Regions from separate parts of the Mus musculus genome. Here region 2 is linked to region 1. A link is a contact called in public Hi-C data. All regions are on one chromosome and are shown on one strand. Each heading gives the region's core, a stretch centred on a gene start, on an enhancer-like site or on the middle of the called end of the contact. The rest is flanking DNA. Distances are from core to core; before and after follow the strand shown. Region 1 holds the start of Cdx4 (caudal type homeobox 4). Region 2 holds the start of Chic1 (cysteine-rich hydrophobic domain 1).

What was found. A called contact is a pair of places that touch in the nucleus more often than the background predicts.
Region 2: a contact with region 1 is called in a Hi-C map of liver, with 3 times the contacts expected there. The contact joins the promoter of Chic1 here to the promoter of Cdx4 in region 1. A contact is called at or near these places in 12 of 39 promoter capture datasets (the 3T3-L1 cell line, 3T3-L1-derived adipocytes, the SN4741 cell line and 7 more), 1 of 15 datasets of contacts at CTCF or cohesin (CD8 T cells), 14 of 484 Hi-C or Micro-C datasets (cortical neurons, embryonic fibroblasts, embryonic stem cells and 6 more), 7 of 115 datasets of contacts at active chromatin or transcription factors (CD8 T cells, embryonic fibroblasts and embryonic stem cells) and 4 of 9 other capture datasets (adipose tissue, embryonic stem cells, liver and 1 more).

What each region holds. Positions count from the first base shown.
Region 1 is chrX:103,317,970-103,324,192 of GRCm38.p6, forward strand. Cdx4 (caudal type homeobox 4) reads left to right here and starts at 3,429. Exons shown (of 3, transcript NM_007674.3): 1 at 3,429-4,086. The coding sequence starts at 3,591.
Region 2 is chrX:103,353,952-103,360,396 of GRCm38.p6, forward strand. Chic1 (cysteine-rich hydrophobic domain 1) reads left to right here and starts at 2,525. Exons shown (of 6, transcript NM_009767.2): 1 at 2,525-2,938. The coding sequence starts at 2,634.

The sequences.
Region 1 (6,223 bases), core at 2,179-4,678:
TGTGGGGGAAGGAACACAAGCTCTGCTATAAACAGAATTCTTTGGTGCCTGAGGCTGAGCAGGTGTACCTCATGAAGAGTTTGTATCTTCATGTTTTCCCTGTTCAATAAGATGAGTTGTTTGTTTCCTCTTTGCTTTACTCTGAAAAGGGATGAAATTGTGAATATGTCCACTATGTTCAAGATTCCCATTTAACAAGATACTGTGAATATGTTCAAACCAACCTGCAGAAAACCAATAGGCAGCTTTGTACTGTCTGAATTAGCAACTCATAGACTAGTGCTGGATCCTGATACTGGCCAAACTGCAGCTGGAACTCTCGAAGTTCAGGTGGTGGAACCCACTAATCTAGTCAGATGTCTTTGGACATTTGTATTGAGGAGACCACCCATGTGCCTCAATCAATGTCTGGCATTGTTGGCATGATAAAGCGAATAGAGCCCAAAACCTGTATGCCATGTGTTGTGACCTGGCTACCTCTGCCTTAGCAATGTGTTAATGTCTAGAAGTTATCATATTAAAGAAGTTCCTGAACTTTCTTTGTTGGCTGAAGAGTGAAGGTTACAAGAAGGCCACAACAACTGTTTAACTTAAGAAACTTGAAACTTGGAACAACATCAAGATGGACCCCCACACTCAAGAGTAATTGACCAACACAAACTAGTCTCTTTTGTTGTTGTTGTTGTGGGTTCTTTGTTTGTTTGTTTGTTTTGTTTTGTTTTCAAAGGAGAAGGGATGGAGAGATAGTCCAAAGTTAAGAGCATATACAGCTCTTCCAGAAGACCAGAATTGGATTTCTAGAGCCCGCATCCAGTGGCTTAGAGCCACCTGTGACTCCAGCTTCAGAAGCATCAAGCCAGCTCTGGCCTCAAGTACCTGCACTCAACACACACACATGTACTCATACACATGCACTTAAAAGCAATAAAAGTAAATTGTAAAAGAGAGAGAATACAAAGTTGGGTAGGTAAGGAGGAGGTGGGGTGATCTGGAAGAAGAGGAAGGAAGGGATGAATATGATGAAAAGGCACTGTATGAAATTCTCAAAGAATTAATGAAAATGTTTTTAAAAGCTCTATGTGTCTTCATAGATGAGAGCTGGCAAGAGCGAAATGAGCAAGTGTCATTGTGGTGGACCTGCAGGGGACCCTGCATCACCTACAATGAAGACAATGGTGTCATCAAGATCTTCGTTTAAAAAAAAAATCCTTGGAATTGCTCTGCTTAATGTGAGCAGACTGCTCCTGCTCCTGGTGGACATGGGAGAGCTACATTTGTACTTACAGTGCTTTCTGGAAGTTAGGTGAATTATTTGCCACTTGGTTTAAAACTGTTTTCCTCAAGAATAATGATAGATTTCCCATGTACAAGAAGATCAGTACAGACCTCAGCAGAATCTTGAGAAGTCCAGAGAGCCAAAGAGCCCTGCAAACAACACACACTGATTCATCAGACTCCTGAACAAGAATCTACTAAGAACCTGGGAATCTTATTGAACTAAACCCACACACAAGGACCCCGCAACAGAACACAGTCCTCACTAAGCCAGACAAAGTCTGGGTGAAGAAAGTAGGGGCCTCAACAAAAGCAAATCAGATGGGGAGAGGGCTGTAAAGAAGAGGCTGAGAAGAAAGAGATGCAAAAGGGTGCAAAGAATGGGGTTCAAAGAGGGGGTGCAGGGGAAGGCAGTACAGAGAGGGGTGCAAAGAAGAATACAGAAATGGTGGTACATAGATGAGCAAGAGAAGGGGTGTAAGGAAGGCTCTGCAGAGAAAGAGTGCAGAGTATGCGGCTCAGAGCAAGGGCCACAGGCCAAGAAAGGTAAAAAGGAAAGAAGGAAAAGCTGCAACTACCAATAACCCAGTCACTGAAAAGAAACCAGCCAGGAAAAAGAAGTCTACCAAAGGGAGTGGAGTATGGGAGCAGGTTGCACAAACTATTAAAATGTGTACTATGTCATAAGGGTCAAATAATTGGTGACAACTTATTTGAATAAAGACCTGATCAAGAATGCTATCAAAAACTGTATTCAGATCCAGGCATGGTGGTGCACACCTTTAATCCCAGCACTCGGGAGGTAGAGGCAGGCAGATTTCTGAGTTTGAGGCCAGCCTGGTCTACAGAGTGAGTTCCAGGACAGCCAGGGCTACACAGAGAAACCCTGTCTGGAAAACATCACCACCAACAACAACAACAAAAAAACTGTATTCAGTGAATGAGTATAGCAGTCAAGCTGGTTACAGGTGTCATCTTTGAGAATCCTGCTTTATAATGCAGATGCAGTCAGGGCTTCTCTCTCTTTTTTTTTTTAATTTATTTATTATATGTAAGTACACTGTAGCTATCTTCAGACACTCCAGAAGAGGCATCAGATTTCTTTACGGATGGTTGTGAGCCACCATGTGGTTGCTGGGATTTGAACTCAGGACCTTCGGAAGAGCAGTCGGCGCTCTTAACCACTGAGCTATCTCGCCGGCCCCGGGGCTCCTCTTTTTAAATGGGTGACTGTGTCTGGGATATAGGTGGTGGAGTGCTTACCTAGTTCATACTTTTGGAAGGAAATTGCAAGTCTGCTGTAGCTGCCATGGATTTCAAACTCCATGAGTTCCTGTCCTTTAGGGCACTGACTTTGAAGAAGACAGACGGAAACTAATACATTACTATGAAGTTCAGAGTATGCACTACCCACTTGCGCTCTCTCCCCTTTTCATGGCTCCTTCTTCTTCTTCTTCTTCTTCTTCTTCTTCTTCTTCTTCTTCTTCTTCTTCTTCTTCTTCTTCTTCATCTCCTCCTTCTCCTTCTTTAATGTGTGCATATTTGTTAGCATCTAATTAGGTAACCTTCCATCCAACTGGAATCTAACTTTAGGAAGCTAGAAGTATATGTCAGTGCTGTTTCCCAGTGCCTACAACAATTCCTGACCCACTATGGATACTGAATATACATTTGTGAAACAAATATCTATCTGTCCAGAGAAACAAAGCCCTCTCCTTGTGTGTGAGAGAAGGGAAAATCCTTGCCAGTGGCATGATGGGCCAGTAACAGCTGGAAAGTCCATACAGGAGAGTATGGGCAGAGGGGAAAACCTGGAGAGCAAGCTGGGCTCTGGAAGATCAGGGAAAGGCAGGCCTCAGTGAAAGGAAGCAAGACTTTGCGCTTCTCAGTCTCATTTTGAAGAAGCCAATGAGAAATTTCTTGAGGAACAACTGCCTCCAAAAGCGCAAAAGTGGTGCTACGAAACCAGAAGAGTCCCTGAAGTGGCGCTGATGGGCTAGGAGCTAGGGGGAGAAGGTGTTTGGAGTGAACAAGAAGACGTTAAGTGGCCCTTCATTTGAATGCAAATGCTATGTAAAAGCTTGAAGCCCCTTGACGTCAGCCCAGCCTTTGGTAACCCTCCTATGGCTCACTACCAGTCACCTGGAAATTTAGGGTAGGAAAGGAAGGATGGAGTAGTCCGAGCCGCGCAGAGGAGCTAGCAGCGCTACTAGTGCTGACCGTTGATAGTCTCTTGCGTCTCAAACTCGGGTTGGCGCTAAGTTTACAGGGACCTCAGGATGGCTTAAGGGGCAACTTCTTCTATCCAAGTCACCATGTATGGAAGCTGCCTTTTAGAAAAAGAAGCGGGCATGTACCCAGGCACTCTCAGGAGCCCTGGAGGAAGCAGTACAGCCGGAGTGGGCACCTCTGGGGGCAGTGGTAGTCCTCTGCCTGCCTCCAACTTTACTGCAGCCCCAGTTTACCCACACTACGTGGGTTACCCTCATATGTCCAACATGGATCCTCACGGGCCTTCGCTGGGAGCCTGGAGCTCACCCTACAGTCCGCCCCGGGAAGACTGGAGTACATACCCTGGGCCGCCCAGTACAATGGGCACAGTGCCCATGAATGACATGACCTCCCCAGTTTTCGGATCCCCAGACTACAGCACTCTGGGCCCCACCAGCGGTGCAAGCAACGGCGGTAGCTTGCCAGACGCGGCCAGCGAGTCACTGGTTTCTCTTGACTCCGGCACCTCAGGCGCCACTTCTCCCAGCAGGAGCCGTCACAGCCCCTACGCATGGATGCGCAAAACTGTGCAGGTGACGGGTGAGTAATCCATCGTTCCGCTGTTTCTTCTCTTCTCTACCCTTGGTCCGCTACCCTCTTACTCTTCACTCTACGTCCCCGTAGGAGAGTTCAACTAAGCAGCCCACAGCGTAGCTGGCTGATGGGATCAGTAGTTCCCTCCTTTGCGCCTAGGTTCAAAGCCGGTTAAAAGTAGCGCTTGGAACTAAACCTCTCCTGGGGGTTGTTGAGGTGGGTTTGTTTGTTTGTTTGTTTGTTTAGGTGGTTGGTTGGTTGGGTTTTGGTTTGGTTTGGCTTTACCCTTTCCAGATAAGTCAAGGGAGTAAGGGTATGGACAGTGTTCCTGATGAACCACAAGGATCGGGATCCAATCCTGTCGTTGTCCGGAGGGAAAAAACCAGAAGCACATCATGATGAACAGGGTGAAGGACAGCTAAGGTTGTCATGGTGCTTGCCGGTTTTATCTCCAAATCTTTCCCTACCGCGGTATGCAGCCTCGCTGAAAACTTGTGATGCTCAACTTAGTAGGTGCTTAGCTGGCAACCGACGGCCGAGCCTAAGAAGGCTTCCAAGGCAAAAAACGGCCCTCGATACAAGATGCCTAAGGAAGCTACATCTTCCGTCGCCCAAATTAGAAATGTCTTGAAGCCTATTCCAATGTCCCTACCAACCGAAGGAAGCGTTAAGGTGAACAAGGTTACAGAACTGAGCTGTCATTTCATAGGACACAATCCTTACATCCGCCAGGCACACAACCCAACTGTTCCAAGTATTATTATCTCCCCCCCCCCACCCCCGCCACTAAGTGCCTAAAGCTCTCATAGCTATTTCAGCAGGTGGCCACAAATGCAGAAGCAGAATGCAAGTCTGCGACAGCGTCAAAACACTAAAAGGTGTAAGGACCCCAGTTTAAGGTCTAATGTCGCTGACCAATAAGCCCTGGCGGGCAACTGGGAGCAGCTAGCTGGTGGGGAGGGAGGCGCGAGCTTAGAGGAAATGAAGACTCCACTGTAATTCTTAGACTGGGAGCCAGTGACATGTTTGTTTACAGCTGTGGTTGTTCTCTTAACATTTTCTTATTATTCCAATACTTGTTCCCTGTCATTAGAGGACATTAGTGACATTTGTCTATCACATTCACCCCTCTGGGGAGGCAATGATATTTCAATAGTATTTGTCCATGTGTTTTCCCTTCTCGCTCTTCCAAAAAGCAAAGGTGAAAGGATAGGGAGGTAACATTTTTTTACCTTTAGGAGAATTTTCAGCCAGAAGGAGGAAGCTCCAGTTTTATAACTAGGGTAGAGATCCCAAGTTAAAAGTAACACTTAAGAACTTATATTAAGAAGAAAATATGGATAAGTCATGTAACTTTAAAAAATAATAATAAGGCTAGGGTAGGGCATTCATCCCCAGAACTGTTGTTACATCTAATCTTCAGGGTAAAAATAACATCCATTCACTAAAACCTAAGAATAAGCAAAATACATATTTTAAAAAGGACATAAAAATACCTACTGTCTAGGATTGTCCTTTGAAATACTGTAGGGGGAAATGTCACTAGCACATTTTTTAGAATGGAAAACAATGTGAGGAAAATGACACAATAAGAAAATTCAGTTGTGACGATTTGTCTTTGTGTTGCTGAGGGGAAACATGACAGTTTTCTCTGTTTTGCTTTAAGTCTTCCATATATATCTCAGAGCCTTCTTTGGGTAATTCTGATGCCAAGAGAAGTTGAGAAGGGATCCCCCCATCTACTCTGTGTTACTTCCTCTCTTCCATGTTTAGTAGAAGCTCAAAACTGAGAATGAGGTTATAGCTCCTTGGACTCTTGGCAACTTGTCCTATAGGCAAAGTTTTGTTAACATCAACATTTGTTTCATTTGAATTCCTTGTAAGTTAATACCATCCTTTTGCATATTCTTATAGTTCAGGTTGTTATTCATCAACAGTTTAAGATGAGAGCACCCCACACATATAAGTGATACTTTTCATAAGTTCTGGAAATTCTAGACTCACTGAATATCTTTCATGATATTGGGCCTTAAACTCCACAAAAATCAATGTCATCACCCCATTGAACACTCCAAACCAAAGTATACCCCTTTATATTAGCAAGGGAGCAGATGTTAAAGGTCTGTTAAGTGAACGGACAAGT
Region 2 (6,445 bases), core at 1,275-3,774, 35 kb after region 1:
GTGTCCTAGACTGACCTGCTTACTATATAGCCAAGGATCAACTTGAACTTCTGATCTTCCTGCCTCCTCCTCCCTGCTTCTGGGATTACAAATGTGCACCACCATTCCCAGTTTATGCTGTGCTGGAGATTAGAACTAGGGATTTCCTACATGATAAGCAAGCACTCTACCAACTGAACTACATTTCGGGACTCTCTACTTTGCAGCATATAGTAGCATTTGCCCTACCCTTCTTTTCCGTCTTCCTTTCGGTCTCCCTTAGCCACTATCTCCTACTTTTACAATAGTTCCAATGACTTTTTGCATTCATCACAAAATCCATATCTTACTCCTTTCCCTTTCTGTCAAAAATTCCTTCCTAGACTAATTTTGAGTGATAAAAACAGAAGCTAGTAATTAAGCAGTAAAAAAAAAAGGCAGTAATTAGCCAAATACTACTATTCCCTCTAAATATTGATATACTAAACTCTTTCTTTATACATAAGATATTTGGGAAATATTTTCCTCCTTGGGTCTAAGGTCATTCAATCTTGCTGTTGATATATGTTTCAAAGCACCAGGAAAGCCAACAATTATTATGGAATATTTTAAGATTCTTTCTTTTATCCTAATCTCTAGCTAAAGAAAAGCTCTTTATGCAACAAAATGCTACATTTATTCCTTATAGAAAATGTTACAGCTTACTTTTCAATTCCAAAATAGCCAAGCTATTGAATATAGTGGAAACATTTAATATTAATAACGCCAATTCCTTGATATTTTGAACAATCTCTCTTATAACAGATTACTCCCCTCCTCATATGCCCAAATATTTTGCTTATTACCACTATTCTGCTGATACCAGGCTCATTCTAAACCCCCAGTTCTGTCAGAATGGATGCTCTACTACATCTGAAGGAGAAGAAAAGCTGGTATTAGTATAGAGGACCTCAATATTTATTCTATTACAGAGGAGCTGCACAACTTTATAGTCTTAATTGCAAAATTCGGTGCCACTGACAGATATGAACCAGTTGGTGCATTACCTAGTAACTCAAAATAGGTAATCTATGTATTTTAGCAATGTAAAGATGAGGTAGAATGTTTGAATGGGAAAAAAAAGAGAGCAAGTCACTACCGACCTGAATGAATTGTTTAAATTTTCTGATATTCAACTCTTCCTCTTTTTTAATGATTTTTTTAACTTCATGTACATCAGTGTTTTGCCTACAGGTATGCCTATGTAAGGGTGTCAGATCCCTGGAGAAACTGGAGTTACAGACACTTGTGAGCAGGCATGTGGGTGCTGGGAATTGAACCAGGCCCCTCTGGAAAAGCCAGTGCTTCTGATGAGCCATCTCTCCAGCCCATCAGTTCTTCATCTATAAAAGACATATAAAGATGCCTACCTCACAAGAGTGTTTGAATTACATGAGCTATGGTATTTGAAAGAATACAGCTTGGAATCTATAGAATGGGTGACGTTAATTAATGTGTCTCTAAACTGGCATACCCTCTGCTGCACACTCTACAGCTCCTCTTCTCCAACCCCAGTCTCTCTCTCTCTCTCTCTCTCTCTCCCTTCTCTCTCTCTCTCTCTCTCTCTCTCTCTTTCTCCCTCCCTCTCTCCCTCCCTCCCTCCCTTCCCAGAAGGGTTTCTCTTTTTCTCTTTGTAACCCTAGCTGTCCTAGAATGAGCTCTGTAAGCTAGGCTCAAAAGATTCTCCTGCTTCTGCCTCCCAAATGCTGGGCTTAGAGGTATGTGCCACTATGCCGGCTTCAGAACACCCATTGCAAACCTGTGTATCCTTATTTATAAGAACCAACCAAAATGCACCACTTCGCCCATTCTTTCCAATCAACTTTAGGCACCATGGCTGTTTGGCTAAAAGAACAGAGCTTTGGGAGTCAGACGAGACTCTGGATTTAAAAGCTCATTGTCATTTATTAGTTCCATGTCTTTGGACAAATTATTTATTCTCTTTGTATATAGATTGCCCTTGTGTGATATGAGACTCAATGTGGTACACCCCTCATAGGGTTGTGGGGAGATTAAATGAGATAAGTACACAGAGCACTTAGCACAGTCTATGATGCTTAGCAAGTCCGCAAAGTACCATTCAACGTAAGAAATTAATAGAAAGTTTCCTCCTTTGAAAAATGTTTACCCTTTTCTCAGAATTGAACAATCTCTGCGTAAGGGAATGACATATGCGTACCTTGAGATATTTTGGGCAATGTCCTAAACTCTCTTTTATAGAATTTGCTTTACCTCAACTGTCTGCATAAAGGCAAATATATCCCGCATTAATTAACAGACACTAAAACGAGAACGTCCCCTGTGTACAAGAGACTGACGTCCGAAACGCAGTATGAAGATCAGCACCCGCAGACCGGACCTCGAGAATTCCCTGGAGTTCACCTCTACCGGCCCCCTCCCCTTGGAGGCGCGCAAGCGTACACCGAATTTACTCCCTGGTCCCTCATGCCCCCGCCTCCAACCCCCGCGCCATCTACCCAACACGCAGGCGCGTCTCCTCAAGCGCTTTCCCCGCCCCCTCCTCTTTCTCTTCAGTCTGTTCCCCCTCCTCTCCCAGCAGCTCCGCAGGTTCAAACTCTTCTCCGGGAGAGTGGCGGCTATCGTGCGGTCACGTGATGAGCATCCTGCTGCCCAACATGGCGGAGTTCGACACCATCTCGGAATTGGAGGAAGAAGAAGAGGCAGCAACATCGTCGTCGTCTCCATCGTCGTCTCCGTCGTCGTCGTCGTCGTCGTCGGTATCTGGGCCCGATGAGGACGAGGAAGATGAGGAGGAGGAAGAAGAGGAGGATGAAGAGGAGGAGGACGAGGAAGAAGAGGAGGAGGAGGTGCCGCCCCCGCCTCGGGTAGTGAGCGAGGAGCATCTGCGGAGATATGCCCCAGACCCTGTGTTGGTGCGCGGCGCCGGCCACATCACTGTGTAAGCGATTGGGGTCGGGGGCTTGCAGAGGCTGAGATTTGACGACAAACCGAATGAGAAGGGCATTGAGGGGCCTGCGGAGTGGGGGGAGGGCTGACTAAAGCGTACTCTTAGCAAAGGGCACCTGGTCAAAATGGCAAAACCGCAGGTTGAATAGGTATCGTGTAAAAGAAGGGGGTGGGAGATAACGCTGCATCGACCCTGAGGAAAGAGTGAGCATAGGACATGGAGTTGCAGGGTAGGGAGCCAGAGAGACTGAAGTAGGGGCGATCTGCTCGTTCGTGCGCTGGCAAGTGAATAGTCTCTAAACTGCAGGATGTACTAGACTTCTCTGCTGCCAAGATTGATGGCTAGTGGAAAACGGCGACTGCTGTGGCAGGTGACATGATCTAGGTTTGGGTTCTTCAAAAACAAAACAAAACAAAAATGTGATGCATTTTGTGAATAATATAAGTATTCATCCACCCACATATTTGTCCATCCATTCTTCCTACCTAATGAATGAATATCGTCATCCTTTCTCTGTTGAACGCACTACTCTGACGTTCCTTTAATATCATATCCTTAGAGTTTCAGGTTAATAGGAACCTATGCAAAGTAGAAAGAGCAATGGATACAGAGTGAGAGATCTTGGTTGCTAAATCTCAGTTTCCCTTCTTACTGGCACTGTGACCTTGGTCAGTTGATTCTTACTTCCAGGCCTTGGGTTCCTCATCTCCAAAATGAAGGGTTCTGAGTGCGTGGTTTCTAACCCCCTTTGGCTCTGAAATAATTTAAGATGTCTACAGGGAATCGTGTATGTCCAGACATTAAATATACAAATATTAAGTATATTAAGTATATAGAAATTAGCCCTTAATGAATTGAGTTTAATTTCTTTAAAACTCAACCCAGATGACTTCTTTTACATTGAATCCTATGTCATATTTAAGGAAATAAAGTGTGCAAGGACTTCTTATCATCTTTGTTGCACAGTAAGAAAAAAATTGATCACTGGGCTTTGAAGAGTGCTTCCTCATTTTTATTGCTTGGATTGCACATACTTGAGAGTTTGAATATGGTGTCGTGTTCATGCTCTTGACTGTGGTGTCTTTTACTGCATTTTCAAACTATATTTGCGCCTTCCTATCAAGTCACACTCTCTTTAATTTTTATCATGGCTCACATAGTCCCTTTGACTCAATTGAGTGCTAGTACGAAATCATCCAGTGTGTACGCTATCTCTTAATTTTTAACATGTTAACTATTTTGACTGTAATACACCTTTTAAATCATTGAATGTATGTATTACCAAATGTTTGTCAATTGTGGAAGGCTTTGGAGGTGACTTTTGGGCCTTATTTTTTATTAGGTAATTTGAAGACAGTTTTTTTTCTTAGTCCAAGATTTTTGCAGATAACCTGTAATGTTCAGGTGCCAACTTCCTGCACCATTTTCCTTCCATTTCTTTTGTCACTAGGGAGACCATTATTCAAACTAATTATGATTCTGGTATCCAGGCTTCTTTTTTGTTTTGTTTTGTTTTGTTTTTCATTCCATGAAATTCTAAAATACTATCATGCCCACCACACTTGCTGTCTCGTTTTCCAGACTTTTTATGCAGATAATTTTCCATGACTAGACAAAGAAAAGGTATTTTCTATCCTGACCCATAATTTTATCTTCCAACTCCCCCCATTATTTTCTACAATTCAAGCAATGATTACATAGCAAGGAAGCATAATTTAAGTTCTCTAAAACTTCTTTGTGGCTCCATTCTATTTTCCACACAACCAATTTCCTTGTTCTCATTTAAAACAGAGCTCTGAGGTTTGCTGTGGCTAGCCTCTTATAGGTATAATTTTCTGCTATCACCACACACACACACACACACACACACACACACACACACAGTTTTAAAATTCTGGAGTTAGGTGTAAAGGAATGGCACTAATAGCATCTTAGTGTTAATTATTTGAAGAAAACTCTGAAAAGTGTAAGCCAGTCTTAAATTACTAAACATGAAAATTGTTTAGCTTTATTGTACACATTTTCTCATTTAGGAAGAACATTTAATGCTAAATATCTAACATTTTTAAGAAGAAGATTAAATGTTTAGAAGCCAGACATGGTGAAGCCTGTGATACCATCATTTGGTAGATTAAAACAGGGAGAGTGTCATGAGTTCAAGGCCAAACTGGAACACATGAGTTCCAGGCCGGCATGGGCTACAGAGTGAGACCCTGTTGTTAGTAAAATGTTTGTTTGGTATCAGAAACATGAACTATAATAACAGAACATCCCATCTGTCAAATGAAGCAAAATCCTTAACAAATAATCTTAAACTAATACATCTAAAATACCAATTTTTGTTTCATTTTTTTTCTGGCATAGGCATGTGTTGATTACCCTAAACTATATGTTATATTGGTTTTCTTTGGTTTTGTGGTGATGAAACTCAAACTACAGCATTGTGCATCCAGGCAAATGCTGTATCTCTGAGCTACAACCCTGGCCCTGTACCAATGTGAGTGAACTATTTCTTCTTCTCCTGTATACTGGCCTTTTTCTATCCTCTGTTCAGTCTTCATCTATAGAAGATTTGCTTCTATTCAAAGTTTAAAAATTGAGGTGTTGCCATCAACTGGATTTTTAAAAAAGACGGAAGTATTTTGTAGCTTTTTACCATGACTAGGAGATAAATATTTAAGATAGTATGTTTAACCTGATTGTAACTCAGTGTATCTTACACTCAACATTTTGTTTTGTTTTGTTTTGTTTTGTTTTGTTTTGTTTTTGAGACAGGGTTTCTCTGTATAGCCCTGGCTGTTCTGGAACTCACTTTGTAGACCAGGCTGGCCTCAAACTCAGAAATCCACCTGCCTCTGCCTCCCGAGTGCTGGGATCAAAGGTGTGCGCCACCACACCCGGCTAACATTTTTCCCCCCAAATGGGTTGTATTTCTAGTTGCCACATTTATAGTGGTAACACCAAAATTCTACTCTCCCAGGGTAATATCTGAAATCTTTGAGTCATTTTGATTCTTCTCCTTGAATTGCCCTATATCCAGTTTTCCCAGAATTGTATCATCATATATTTGGAAATTTGTTAAGATTTTTCATTTTCTCTATTCCTATTTGGCAATACTCTTGCTTGAGTTGCCATCCCCTTCTTGAATTATAGGCACAGCCTGCTGCCTCTCCCCGCTTCATTGTGTATGCTTGTGCCAAACTAATTTTCTTAAAATTCCATTTAATCGTGTCCTGTACAGCTACAAATCTGCATTGGCTCTTTATTAGATCTGAGTTTTCCCAACATTGCAATTCAAGGAGTTCCTTACCTAAAACTCATCTCTTCTGCTTTTCATACCCTTCTCTTCTAGCCTCCACCCAAGGTCTTTGTTCCGTGTTAGCCCCTGGCTCCAATAGTGCTTTACTTTGATTCTCCTTAGAATCTAGTCTAGATTGTCCTGTAATTTTATTCAATCCTTCTATGACAAAAACCTTCTGATACCCACATCCCTTTTAC